Linked DNA regions of Gadus morhua: region 2 is linked to region 1. Evidence: chromatin contacts called from public Hi-C data. All regions are on one chromosome and are shown on one strand. Each heading gives the region's core, a stretch centred on a gene start, on an enhancer-like site or on the middle of the called end of the contact. The rest is flanking DNA. Distances are from core to core; before and after follow the strand shown.

Evidence for each region. Hi-C and Micro-C count contacts between places; a contact is called where the count stands out from the background.
Region 2: a contact with region 1 is called in a Hi-C map of gill, with 5 times the contacts expected there. The contact joins the promoter of LOC115554644 here to the promoter of LOC115554658 in region 1. A contact is called at or near these places in 2 of 6 Hi-C or Micro-C datasets (gill and heart).

The regions. Positions count from the first base shown.
Region 1 is chr11:12,171,118-12,178,756 of gadMor3.0, forward strand. It overlaps LOC115554658 (soluble guanylate cyclase 88E), which reads right to left and starts at 3,544. Exons shown (of 17, transcript XM_030371455.1): 1 at 3,440-3,544; 2 at 2,250-2,423; 3 at 366-498. The coding sequence starts at 2,401.
Region 2 is chr11:12,446,905-12,454,543 of gadMor3.0, forward strand. It overlaps LOC115554644 (cortexin-3), which reads left to right and starts at 2,746. Exons shown (of 1, transcript XM_030371435.1): 1 at 2,746-3,070. The coding sequence starts at 2,798. The coding sequence ends at 3,058.

The sequences.
Region 1 (7,639 bases), core at 2,294-4,793:
CCAAACTTTTTTTTTTTTTAGGCCTAATGGTTACAATGCACTATATGTATCTCCTCCGTGGGGAGAGCAGTGTACACAGAGAGAGAGAGAGAGAGAGAGAGAGAGAGAGAGAGAGAGAGAGAGAGAGAGAGAGAGAGAGAGAGAGAGAGAGAGAGAGAGAGAGAGAGAGAGAGAGAGAGAGAGAGAGAGAGAGAGAGAGAGAGAGAATAGATTGAATTAAATAACACAAATTAAATCGTACCTCAAAACTGAGTTCTCGGTGATAAACTACTTTGTGTGAAGGTTCATTGTATTTGGTAGCATGGTGGAGATAGGCTTGGTGGTGGTGTGTAACTTTTTTTTTGGGGGGGGGGGGGGGGGGTCACCTTTAGAATCCTCTCGTAGCCATAGTTACCGATCCTTTTGACCATGTAGACCCCGAAGGCGTACATGAGCTCATCATGGGTCTTCCCCAGCACCTCTCCAGCTGCCTTGGCCAACCGCAATATCAGATTGTCGCTTGAGAGAGACAAATATTCGCACTCAACTGTCAACCCCGAAGGTTCATGAATGAGGCCAAGATGGAACATAATTAGCAACCTGAATTGATTGTTTATGATTCGTCAGACTATTGTATTTAATGGAGGGTCCAACTAAAAGGGAAATATTAGGAAATCTTCTAGCCCGCTGATCTCTAATGGCCGGTTCAGACTACACGATTCTCAGACATTCCTCGAAGATTTAACATATCACACTATACGATCTCAGAGCCAGGAAATCGGGCCTTGTCTCGTCGTAAGACTGGCCACACTACAAGATTCGTGGGTGCGATGCTCTCTACTTTGTATCATTCACGTTTGCAAGATATTTTGAAAATCTAAGATTTAGAACTAACATAAATGCTTTTTACATTTTTGTCATAAAGGTTCCAGTACTTTTTATATCTGCTCAATGCGGCAATTCAATTCCTCACAGTAGTTGCGTTGCGCGTGACATGAACTATACAAAGTAGACGCAGCAACAACGTAGCCTAGCAACAAAGCGTCAACAATGGATCCTGAGTACCTAGCACTAGGCATTATGCTGGCGGTCCTCTGCACAGAGACAGAATGGATGAAAAAGAAGAAAAGATTGTGGACTCGTTCTTGGGTTGAAAATGCAGGGACTATGCTGCCACATTTCCACCAAAGTTGTCTCCATTATATTGCTCCAATTTCTATCGTTTTCTTTATTAGTATTCTTCTTGTTATTGATCGCATTGATTTTTGCAGTAGTTACTCCTACTCAGCGTACTGCAGTGAAGTCAGTTGGTAAACACTGCGCGTGAGCTCCAGCTGTTCGCGGGCTTCCCTCACGCAACTTGGGGCGTGGTTCCCTCATGTCAACAATGGATACGTCATGCGATTCCCCAAAAAATTCTGACATGCCAAACTTTTCGTCGTGGGGTTTTCGAACGTCGCAGACGAAAGCATCGCAGATCGCAAGCATGTCACATTACAAGACCTCGTCTCGTCGCCGACCCGTCAAAATCGTGTAAGATTCGCAAATTTGTCTGCGACTAAAGAATCGGGGCAAAATCGGGCTGAAATCGTGTAGTCTGAACGGGCCATTATGCCGCTTTTCCACTGCATGGTACCAGCTCGACTCGACTCGACTCGACTCGACTCGACTCGACTCCGACTCAGCTCGCATTTTTGGCGTTTCCACCGCGAAAACATGGTATCTGGTACCTGAAGTGGCTGCTTTTTTTAGTACCACCTCGCTCTAGGTTCCAAGCGAGCTGAGCCGATGCTAAAAGGTGACGTCGGCAGACGGCCGGCCACTGATTGGCCAGAGAGTGTGACGAATTCACGAGAGCGACATGGCAACCATGCTGGTAACAGCCATAGCAGCGCCGCAGCCAACATATTCCACTTCTTCAACTTCTTCAACATGCCAGCTAATAATACGAACACGAATACCATCGCATCGATGTCCTCCATTGTTGTTATGTGGGTTCTGTCCATGTGTGGGTTGCGTAGGTGTTGTTTGCGTCGCGTACAAAAATACGTCACGGCCCTTTCGCGCAGCCGACCCCGCCCACGTCCAGGAGGTACTATTTGCAGTGGAAAACGACCCGTGCTGCTACCGTGTCGAGTCGTGTCGAGTCGAGTCGAGTCGAGTCGAGCTACATGTGCGGTGGAAAAGCGGCATTAGACAGCTCCCCCCCTTCCCCCCCGAATTGACAGGCCTTGAAAAAAAACGTTGAAAAAGAAACAGTTGGCCCTTACTTGTACATCTGGTGCCGGACAAACTTGAGGTGGGGGATTTCCGCTCGCGCCTCGATCAGCCTCCATACGTCCTCTCCGTAGGATTCGTTGATGTAATCGTTCACGGCTTCTAAGTACAGGCCGTACATCTTAAGGGGGCTTGGGACCTCCATTATACCCCCGATAACAGCTCAGCTGGGAACACAGGGAAAAAAACGACAAGGTACAAGCTATAAACAAGCTGCTAACTAGTGGAGAGGTTTTAATGACTAACTAACAAGTAATTAACGAGTTAAGTGGATAACTAGATATTAATACGTCATTAACTACTTATTAATAAGTTATAAACTGTACAGTAAAGGGGCAAAAACTGATGATCTGGGCATATATATATAACACAAGGTTTTGGAATAAGACGGTGTCCCTTTAGTTGTGGTGGCATAAAATATGCTCCTGTAATTATCTCAACCAACTAAAGACTATTCATTGATTTTTGTTCTCACCTTAAATTACCTTTCCATTATAAATATTGAGATAAGTTATGGGGCTCTAATCGAAGTGTTAATAAGCATGACTGACACCACTTTCATTATTTTCGACTAGCTGCAATACTGTGGAACTACTGACTTTTCCAGTCCTTGACTCGCCAGGAAAAAGATTATTCTCCTTTTACCTGTTTCACACATAACCTCATGAAACCTCATGAACCCTCTACAGACCACTACCAGATCAACTACATCTGTATGAACATCAAGGAACATGGTAGAGATCAGGGCTCTGAAACAACCCTATAGTTAGCACTATCCTCAGGGTATGGGCTTGAGTGTATGACTCCCAGCCCAAGGGTTCTGATTTCGGACCCACATGGCCGTTCTCTGCCCGTAGGCATCCTCCAGCAAGATGCCTCATGTTAAGATCAATTTGAGTAAAAGCATCTGCTCCACATCTAAATAGTTAATTATTTAAAAACATTGTTGAAAGAGCTGCTTCCCTCCCACAGCTGCCAGATAGACCCATTGCTAAGCCCTCCCCGCCAAATACGACTGGCTAAAACAGCACACACAAATCAAGCCACACATTAAAGCTTTTTCTGTCTCCCAACATCCCATTGTTGACCATACACCCAAACACATCTCCCTCTCGGTATGGTAATATTTTAAAGTTAAAAGGCGATCTGAAGCAACACGCCAGGCATAAAGAGTTGTCCTTACCTGCAGTCCTTCAGTACAATGTAGTCCTGCAACACCGACTGTGCCCTGTCTAGCTCCGGCCCCTGGCTTCCCACCGAGGGCCGCCACCTGCAGCTGACAGGGGCCCCTCTCCTCTGACACTTGGTTGTCAGGTCAATGGGCGGCCGGGGGCCAAAATAGCAGTGGCCCGGGCGTGTTTCTGGCAGGTACCAAATAGAAGATTGTGCCCGTGGAAAGGAAAAGGATCTACTGTCACTTTATAGATCGTGTGGCATATTGGTTCTGCCTGTGGCCAATTTATTGTTTTAAAAAAAAATTTGACTAGATCTTTTTTTGTTTTTTTAGGACGACTTGGATGTCCTGTAAAAACAAGGAAACGATGTGACGAGTTGTTATCACCCATTTTTTCATTCAGCAACCCATCAAGGTTTCCCGTTTTCCCCTACACAGCTATGAATTAGCATAATTAAAACCAGGTGCATTGTTAACTGACATGCAGTGTTCCAATGTTTGTCATTTTACTTTAGTGCCTTTTGTTTTTGCATATTATTATTATTATTATTTACACGCATGGTTTAGATATTTTCTGGAAATAATTTTGGTCTCTTGTGAAGCCTGTAACGGGGGAAAAAAATGAAAAACTTTTAATTGAAACACATTCGTAACACAAATAGCTTTTTTTCACACTACAAATCTTGGTGCTAATGTTCCAGCTCTGATCATGTGTTTGGTACACATTGTTCACAGCCTAATGCTTGCCAAGCATGCCAACTTGTCATTTATCAGTAGGATTTGTAAACAGCTTTTTTTTCATCTCTGACAGAAGTACAATTGTTGGTTGCAGGCTAGGCTACGCTGACAAGTAAAAAAAAAGGTAAACTCCACCGAATAAACGAATGCCACACAGTTAATGGCCACAGCCATTTGCGCCGGTAACAATGAGCCACTGGCAATCACACGGCAAGGAGAGGAGGAAATGCAGTAAATCAACCATAACATTCAGTCAGTCTGGTTCACTGGCCTGGCCGCCACCCAGTCCCTTTCTAACTCCATCCACTAGGGAGCACTGTTATAACACTGTCGATCCGCTCCGTCACCTTGTGCTATCACGGAGACGGTGGGGCGGGAGAGCATTAATCAAATGACACAAATAGACCTCCTGCCAAACAGCCACTCGCAAAATTTAAACCATGTCAGGTGACCGTGATCAGGCTGTGAATGTTGTGGGAACTATTATTTCTGTCCTACATAAACTCCACCCGGTTCTCCAGGCTGATGTCCTCTTTGGGCCATTAGATAGAAAAACGTGAGTCAGGCGTAGACGCGGACCTGTTCTCCCTCTTTATGGCACATTACACTCCCTTCCCCTTTCCCGCTTTTCCTTTAGTACCCCGGCGCAGCGGCGTTGGCCTATTTGCCGGTACCTTCCGTCTCATGGCCCAGCAGTTCAGCTGTGCGGAGCCACGGCCCGGGAGGTCTGCGGCTCTCCCCGCAACAGAAAAGGCAGATAACAATGTGCTGATGGGGCCAACCACAGGGTCCACACACACACACACTCTCTCTCTCTCTCTCTCTCTCTCTCTCTCTCTCTCTTTCTCTCTCTCTCTCTCTCTCTCTCTCTCTCTCTCTCACAAACACACATACACACAGACGAACACGCCTCAGGGTCTTTCATTAGAAACTACATGACTCATCCTCTTCCTACTACACCTACATTACACCCTCCTTCATTCCTGTTCTCCCAGACGGAAGAAGAGAGGGAGGGAGGGTGAGAGAGAGATAGGGAGGGGGAGTTTTGGAGGGAGAGGGAGAGAGAGAAAGGCAGGGAGGGAGGTGGAAGGGAGGGAGAGAGAGAGGGAGGTGGGAGGGGGAGAGAGAGGGAGAGCAGGAGGGACTTTTTTCTTTGGAAGAAGTCGTCCTTCTAATTCAGTCGGAGAGGGCAGAGTCGCTCTATGCTATCTTTTGATAGTAACACCACAGCCAACCATGGCAGTCACAAAAATAGTATGGACAGACGGACACTCACACACACACACACACACACACACACACACACACACACACACACACACACACACACACACACACACACACACACACACACACACACACACACACACACACACCCACACATACCCTCCCTGACCCACACCCACTCCCACACTCACTCCCAAACCAGGCAAGTGTATGTTTTCATTATATCTATGACTTGTTATCTTGAAAAGGAGTTAGGGAGGTTTAGCCAGCTTTGCAGGGGGATGATGGAAATCTCCAGGGAGCAGCGGTTGGAGGGGGGGAGGGGGGGGAGGGTCTCTCTCTCTCTCTCTCTCTCTCTCTCTCTCTCTCTCTCTCTCTCTCTCTCTCTCTCTCTCTCTCTCTCTCTCTCTCTCTCTCTCTCTCTCTCTCTCTCTCTCCCTCCAGGCAGAGAAGTGAGAAGGTTTGGAGGGAAGGACAGAGCTGATAATATGTTTAGAATCTGCAAAAATGAACAAAGGAAAATAAGCAGGCAGGGTAGTCTTGCCAGGTGGAAAGGTGCCTGGGATCCAAAAGTCCATCTGAACCACCATAACCAGTAGGTTTCCTTGAGCTCAGACGCCCTATAACCCCTACCTGCTCCTCAACACCTATACAGAGACATCAGCATGTTACGCATGTACCGTCGTGACTGGGGGGACATTATACATGATACAGCAGGAGGACTTTTTGGGTTCTTTGTGGGCAGCCTGCTGCTGATAAATGTGTAAATCTCAGCCAGGTAACAGAATCGTGACGGAAGAGCGGCTCTGCGGATGAGTCCTGGCGTGTCGCAGATAGAGAGAGAGAGGGGAGAGACCGATAGAGGGAGGGAGAGAGAGAGAGAGAGAGAGAGAGAGAGAGAGAGGGGAGAGACCGATAGAGGGAGAGAGAGAGAGAGAGAGAGAGAGAGAGAGGGTCCCTCAGCCCCCACATCTCTGTGGCTCCTACCACTGAATACATAATAGGAGTCTATCTATTCCCCTGCTGCCTATCTCTAAATCCCATTCTCTCGCTCTCTTTCTCTCTCTCCCACACACACACACATACATACAGACTCTCTCTCTCACACACATATACACACAACAATGTGCTATATTTTGTTTCCCCATGCAGTCCCATGATGCCCGGCTCTTATTGGTTTTACAGTAGGCACAGCAGCAGCAGGGCCGGGCTGGAGCACCGCGCAGGCTGAATGCTAACCACGTTAGCGATGGGTGCGGGGGCGGTGGCGGGGGAACTTAATATGGCTTGCGGCCCCCTTGGTCTCCCCCAAACACTACCCTCTACCTCCCTTTTCTCTTTCTCTTTCTCTCCCTCTCTCTCTCTCTCTCTCTCTCTCTCTCTCTCTCTCTCTCTCTCTCTCTCTCTCTCTCTCCAAGTGTCTATTCAGCCTCCACCCTGTGCATCTCAATTAACTCAACATCTCTCTCTCTCTCTCTCTCTCTGTTTCACTATCCCCAACTCTTCAATATCTTCATAAACCTCTCTCTCTGTCTCTCATTCCCTCTCTATCTGCATCTCTATCCCAACTCTTTAACATATTTTTTTTATATTCTCTCTCTCTCTCTCTCTCTCTCTCTCTCTCTCTCTCTCTCTCTCTCTCTCTCTCTCTCTCTCTCTCTCTCTCTCTCTCTCTCTCTCTCATTCTTTCTCTATCTGCAGAGGCATTCAGTTCCATCCTCTACTACGTGAACAACTCTTATTTACATACATATGTTTTCCCTCTCCGACGCCATCCTGCGCACACAGTGGTGGCTGATAGGGTTGGTCGGAGGAGATATGCTAATAGCGTACACACGCGGCGCTAAACGAAGCCGTGCCGACTCAGGCTTTGTGTATCGGCCCTAATTGAATCCTCTTCTGGACGTCTGAGAAAAAAGGGCTGCATCGCCGGCGTAGAGGTCGGCAGTTACTTCCTCTCCCATTAAGACGCGTACGCGGCTGAGGTCGGCCAGCTAATAGCAGACCGCCAAAGACGGCTGCGCTTCCGTCATTCTTCCTCAACCCCCCCCCCCCCCCCCCCCAAGAAAAGAACATGCACCATCCTCCCCCTCCTACCGACGACAGATACACAGGCTTTCGGAGGTGTAAGAATTGTGTCAAACTCCTACAAAGGCGGTTCTGCAACTAGAAATGGGAAAGGGAGGGAGGGCTGAGGATTTTGGGGGAGGGAGGGAGTGATGGGGGAGTGGCTAGAAGGAGGAA
Region 2 (7,639 bases), core at 1,496-3,995, 270 kb after region 1:
AGGCAGATGGAAACACAGACAGGCAGGCAGGCAGGCAGGAACACAAATCGATAGATAGAGGAAGATAGACTGACCGGTAGGCAGGTTAAACCAACCAATTTTTTATTGTTATGATGGAATGATTCATTGGCCTCCACAAGAGGTTCAGATTTGAGGTTCAGACTGTTCAAACGTCAGTCGGCTCAGAAAGGCCCCAAGAAACGACTAAAAGCCGTGTCACAAACACACAAACACTGCCTAAACGTGACAAATGACTTTTGATCCGAACAGATGGATCGTCTGTCGCTAGGTTGTGGGGCAGGATGTATGGATTGAGCTAAATCAAGCCACTGGTTGAGTAATTAACATGATAAGGAAGAGAGTGTCGGTCGTCTGGGTTGGGAAGGGGGGCGCTGCCTCATGCGTACGAAGGGATATCGTGTTTAGGATTTCTGAGAGTGATGGAGCACAGGCCACCGCCACGCATGCTGCCTGCCTGGTGGTGTGTCCATCTCGGAGCTCTCCCACGAGACACACACACACACACACACACACACACACACACACACACACACACACACACACACACACACACACACACACACACACACACACACAGATACTTACACTCATCTAAGCACAAACATAAATATATTAATAACTAAGTACAATCACACAATCACACACGCACACATTCACACACGCACACACACACTGATGCATACACTCATGCACTCACGCATGCTCATGCTGCACATGCATACACACATGCAAAAACACAAATTTATTCATACCTACATGCAATCACACATACATACACACATATTCACATTAGGGCTGCACGATTATTGCCAAAATGATTATCACGATTATTTTGATCAATATTGATATCACGATTATTTACCACGATTATTCATTGAAAAAAAAATCTTTCGAATTTCTACCACCCACTTGTGGTAGGAGCCACACACTGTGCTCAGCGGCAAATTGCCGCAAGGCCACGCCCCCCCCCCCCCCCCCCCCCCTGTTTTCACGCTTCGCGCCGGACCCACGCAGTCGCAGACAGGTGTACAGGGAGCGCTTGGTTTGCTTTGCAGCGGAGGTAGAGCGTTTACTGCATGGGCGGGGCTTGTTTCTTTTTTCGTTTTCTTTTTTTTGCGGATGCATTATTTAAAATGTAAAAATTAAATTAAAAAAATAAATAAATAAAATTAAATTAAATTTAAAAAAATATCGCGAAAATATCGCGGGAACACTACGTGTCATCGTGGGACGCCAATATCGTCATCGCGATAAAAATTCGATATATTGTGCAGCCCTAATTCACATGCACAAATGCACACATGTAATCATGTATACACATGCATGTATGTGTGTGTGCCTTTGTGTTTGTTAAGGGACTCGTTCTAATTGACCCATTCAATTAGTGATGGAAAACGTTTTCAAATACACATTTATTTTATACACATGCATGTATGTGTGTGTGTCTTTGTGTTTGTTAAGGGACTCGTTAAGGGACTCGTTCTAATTGACCCATTCAATTAGTGATGGAAAACGTTTTCAAATACACATTTATTTTCAGCAATTAATAAGCACATTGACTGACATAAACGCAAACACACAATCCTGCAGGCGCACACATCCTCACACACTCATACTCACACACACATACTCATACACACATTCTCTTACACACAGGCACTCCCAGAACACACTGGGGGTCTTCTCCCAGGTGCCCTTGTCAGCCTGGGTGACAGCTGTCCCCACACAGGCTTTTAGTCACACACACACAAACAAACACAAAGACTCACACGCGCACACATGCAAGGTAGCACAAACACACACAAAACCACACAAACCTTTGCCACCTCATGCTGGGTCCCCTACACTTGTGCATCAATATAACCACCCACACACACACACACACCATCACACACACACACACACACACACACACACACACACACACACACACACACACACACACACACACACACACACACACACACACCGACACCGACACCGACACACACACACACACACACACACACACACACACACACACACACACACACACACACACACACACACACACACACACACATATACACACACACACCATTGCCACCCACACACAGATACAAGACACAATAAATGTCTGGCCTTCGGGGATCCTGTGTTTCATCTTGAAGCTATTTATACATTTTCTATATTTTGTTGAAACGACTTGAAATGCTCTTGGTTTGTAATTTGTTCAAACGCAAATGACCTATGAATGAATGCATTGGGGAATATGATCGTGTATTCATATTCTGCTCTATCTATTCATCTATCCCTTCTTTTCATCAATCTTATTATTTTGTGTATTGACACATTTTCCTGTGTGTGTCATCACATTCTCAATCACTTCTCTGTCTCTCTCTTTCTCTGCCTCTGTCTCTGTCTCTCTCTCTCTCTCTCTCTCTCTCTCTCTCTCTCTCTCTCTCTCTCTCTCTCTCTCTCTCTCTCTCTCTCTCTCTCTCTCTCTCTGTCTCTGTCTCTGTCTCTGTCTCTCCCTCTCTCTCCCTCTCCCTCTTTCTCTCCAGGTTTCACAACCGCCTGTCAGCCTATCCGTATCCAGCCCCTTGATCCTCCTACTCCTTCTCCACCTCCTCCTCCCTCCCCCACCAACCACCTCCACCACCACCACCACCACCACCACCACCACCACCACCACCACCTCCACCACCTCCTCCTCCCTCCCCTCCTCCCCCACCACCACCACCTCCACCACCTCCTCCTCGTCCCCCCGTGAGCGCTGGAGCCCCGGCGGCCCAGCATGGACGTGCCCAGGATGGCCGAGGGCTTCTTCAGCAGCACGCTGACGTCGTCCTCGGGCGGGGCCGGCGGGCACCACGTGCACCCCTACCTCACCCTGGAGCAGAAGGCCGCCTTCGTCTTCGTGCTGCTCCTCTTCATCTTCCTGGCGCTGCTCATCGTGCGCTGCTTCCGCATCCTGCTGGACCCGTACCGCAGCATGCCCTCGTCCAACTGGACCGACCACACCGAGAAGGACACCTTCGACTACCGCATCGTCTGACAGTAGCCCAATCCCCCCCCCCCCTCCTCCCCACCCCCTCCCAGTGCCACCCTCCTCCCCTCCAACGCCCCCCCCTCCCCTCCCCTCTGCTCGCCATCGCCGCCGGAGCGACAGATGACCTGATGTAACCCCCCTTTCCACCCAGCACCACTACCCCATGCACACATGGTCATGCAAGCACGTGTGACCATGTACACACACCCACACCCACACTTTCAAAATCACACACGCACACACCCACACCTTCACAAACACACACACACACCCTCACAAACACCATGTGAAAACACATGGCGTTCTTTTTCTTGTGTACGTGTTTGACAAAAGTGAGAGAGGTGACTAGGCAGTGCATCATCCCAGGGCCATATGTCACCTCCAGACGCGCACAGGAGCCCGGGGGATTGTGGGTAATCGCCCCGGGGATATCGGGTGGGTTGGTGGAAGAGCGGAGGCTCGTGATGCGAACTGCGTGACTTTTCATTGCCCTCGCGTGGGAGGGGGGCGGGGGTGGGGGTGTGGGGGGTCTGGTTGGGTTATCTGGACGTTTGAGTCCATGTTCATGTCAAAGTAACGCAGAGGTTCTCTCTGAACGACAGGGTATGGGGATGGTTGTCGGGTAATATTGTTGGTGGGTTGAATGTTTGCATTTCTCCAAGCCTTCAAGCTAGTGTAACTGCGCCCCCTTGTAGAGCCCTTTAGGAAGACTGTTCTCATGCAATCCACTGGAATCCCACTTTCATCCATAGTATCCACACTACTGCACACAACCCACACACACACACACACACACACACACACACACACACACACACACACACACACACACACACACACACACACACACATGTACAGGGACACGCACAAGCACACACACACACACACACACACACACACACACACACACACACACACACACACACACACACACACACACACACAAATACAACACAAACGCACAAAGACACACACATCAAATCAACATTGACATGCATTCTCAAATATGGTTCTTCATTAGTATTCAAGGGGTGTGTCACTGGAAAGCCAGACGATACATCTGGTGTTATCATCCAGATGATACATTTCACTGCTCATGTTCTTCCATTATTCCAGAAGTTGTATCGTTGACTACCTCTTCCATGCTCCCTGTAGCCAATCATGACACTCCCTTTTTATATTTTGACAAAAGCGATACAATCTTTAGGACCTGAAAAAACAATCGGACAACAATGTTGACATCTTGTCACGTTAACATCCACCTTATCCTTAGACTTTATTAATCACATGTAGACAATCAATGCTTTCAAGATTAAAAAACATGTAGAAAAACGACAGAGAAAGGAGCCATCAGAGATCTTTGTTTTGAAATGTAGTTCAAAGATCTTGTAGTTGGGGAAAATAAGATGAGTTTAAAGGTGCTGTAGGTAAGAGTTGGTAGCAAGATTTTGAAATAACCAGAAAAACGTAGTTTGATTCCCTGAACCAAAGAAAATAAAAAATCTAAATCCTCTCATAAAAATATTCTCACAGCAAGCTGTCCGCACTGATGGTAGTTCTTAAATCGTAACTACAGCACCTTTAAGTGGATTTTGAGGGAATTATTTGAATTGGGGTATGGGGAGGGTAAAAGAGATTACGCATTGCCTTATGCATTTTCGGGCAATAAGCCACTTCAACTTTAGTAAATCACTGAGATGGCTGACAAGCTTATCAACATGGAGATTATACATCAACCAAAACAGATAATCCTGTGAGAAGGACGACGGTAGCGGATACGCTTTCCCTTTAAGGTTCCTGCGAGGTGTCAGTGGCTGTATGTCAAACTAGTACATGCTTACCTTTCTGTTTATACTGTTGAATCTACGCAGGCCAACCCAGTGAGCACTGGGAACAGGCCTTTTTGTGTCAGTACATCTTCTTGATACTTAACACTAAATGAGGTATTGAAAAAAGGAAACTGTTTACTGTGCTGTACCGTGTGCCTAATGATGACAAAAAAAAACAACTAAATGACTAGATTGATGTTTTTAGGAAATCGAAGAAAAAGGGTCCACTATTTTTGTCTTGAGTGTCAGTTATTTGTCATTTGTTAGTGCCGTGCCCATTTGATATATCATACCTGAAGCGTTTCACTGCCCGCAGTTGCTATATTGGCAGCTGGTATGCCAGTTCTGCACAGAATATGTGTGTTTGTGTGTGTGATGGTGATGATGGTGACATTGCTGTTGATGATGACGAAGCAGATGGCCATGATGTCAGCATTACGTTCTTCACATCTATCCCTTTACGAAACTTTTGAGTTGAGACTCTTTTTCGCTGGGCAACTTTCAACTGTGCGCCTTATAGTGTAGCCTGTTTACAGTGTTTGTCAGACTGAAACCTGGTACTTACCAACAAATTGGGAGGTGTCGTATTTAAAAAACAACGAAAAAACAACAAAACATCTGTACAGTGTGTACCATTCTCGTCCCTTCCTGGGACAAAATGTGAACTTTTGACACTTTTCGACATGTGGTGATCTCGTGCTCTGCCGTGGCCTTTGACCCCTCCCTGACGTGTTTCTGCAACGCCGTGCGCTGACGTGAAATGTATTCTTTCTTCCAATGCATCTTCTTTGTGCATGCTCCATGGTGACTAGTCCCTGATGTCGTAGCTGTTGTTTGTTTCGGCTCAAATAAGCTGTCTTCCTGTCTGTGTTTGAGCCCTTCCCTTTTCAGACATTCTCCTTTTGTAATAAAACTAAAATAAAAGATGATTTGATCATCAACGGACAAACTGTTTTATGTTTTTATTTTCTAGACCACTTAAAAGAAAGGAGAATACGAGAGAAGGCGAAAGCCCCATCTGCTTAGTTTTGAGACTTTAATGACCCTCTAGCAGGGCTAGCCACGTAACCCAGGTGCTTTCCGGGTTCTCTGGCCAGCTTGGACTCACCACCACTGTATCCATCGCTGACTTTCGCTACCCTATTTAGCATGCACGCTAGCATTCCACTACGACACTATAACTGGCTGTGTTGATATGCAATTATAAGCCACAGCCACATATGATTTTATTTTGACCTATTTAGGCAGGAAGTAGATAGACTCGCATAGGGGTTTCGAGGTTTAGGTGTTGCTTAGTAATGCTGCTCGAAACCAATTTATCTTTTTTTTTTGGCAGCTTGCAGGGATAAACTGGATCAGAATTTCAAAATATAAGCTGATCTCAGACGGGGAGTTTTCCTTCTGCAAATGCTGGCTTATTATATAAGGGACAGCCTCAGAGTTGACTGATACCGTCACATTTTCCCATTGTTTCAAAAGTCCAAAGTTTTGAGGGAAAATCCATCCCGGCAAAGCTGTTGGTTATGGAACATGAAGACAGACACAGAACCCAGATAGAGCCAATAGACCGTGTCTTAATTCATCCTGAAGACACGATGCTTGAATAACATTGCTTGGAGGTGAATGATTTATTCATACTTATAAGTGTATGCAATACTAATGGCTAGGCATAGACCAGTGCAATATAATAATAATATATAATAATAATAATAATAAAATAACAATAATTATCGTAATAACAATGATAATATAATGATAATAATAACAATAGTCTCTTTTTTTGAGAGAGAGAGAGAGAGAGATTCCCAAGTGAATATTTTGAAGATAGCACAGAGCCCCTAAAGCCTTGTACAAGGGGGCTTATACATTTGTGTTGATGCCTCGAAGGAGGGAGGAGACGGAGGAGATCAGGGTTGAAAAGCAGGCCGATTACCATAATAAAAATAAGACACAGAAACATCATTTCAATATTACTTGCATATTGTTGTTCCTAGTCAGAGTGGCGAGAGTGAGACATAAAGAGAAAGATCGAGACAGTAGAACAGAGCAGGGTGAGCGAGAGTCAATAGGACTGGAGAGAGCAAGTGAGAGGGAGAGAAAAAGAGAGGCACACTGCAAAAATGGGGTGGGGGAACCACACAGGTATCAAGCAGTTTTCGAGCCCCTGAGGCAGATAAAACCCCTGTGGAATGACTATCGGTACGCAGCATGACTTTCATTATAAATAAAAGAGACTATGAAGATTATTTGTGCACGCACTTAAATGCCATAAACTGAATTTGTTCCATTCCCTATTCCCTAACATATCACTGCTCAGTACTTAATTCCTTCACATTAATCCATAGTGTGTGTGTGTGTATCTGTGTGTGCGTGTTTGTGTGTGTGTGTGTGTGTGTGTGTGTGTGTGTGTTTGTGTGTGTGTGTGTGTGTGTGTGTGTGTGTGTGTGCGATTGTGTGTGCGTGTGGCAATACAGTTGTAAGGGAAAGAGACTGAGATGTAGCCCTATATTCTTCAATTGATTTCTCTTCTTCCCCCGGGCCACTTTCCTCCCATAAAACCAATCGGCATTTCCTTGATGCGCACAGAAAAGCACAAGGGGGACATTTGATTGTTGGGAGGAGCAATGACTGGTTTCCAGCAAACACAATTTAAGACCGACTTTGGATGCATTTGTCTCAATTAAATCTACTTGTTGGTTAATTTGGAGCTCTCTCTTCGAGTTCAGACTTGGGCCAGTGGTACAGTAAATTAATGGCT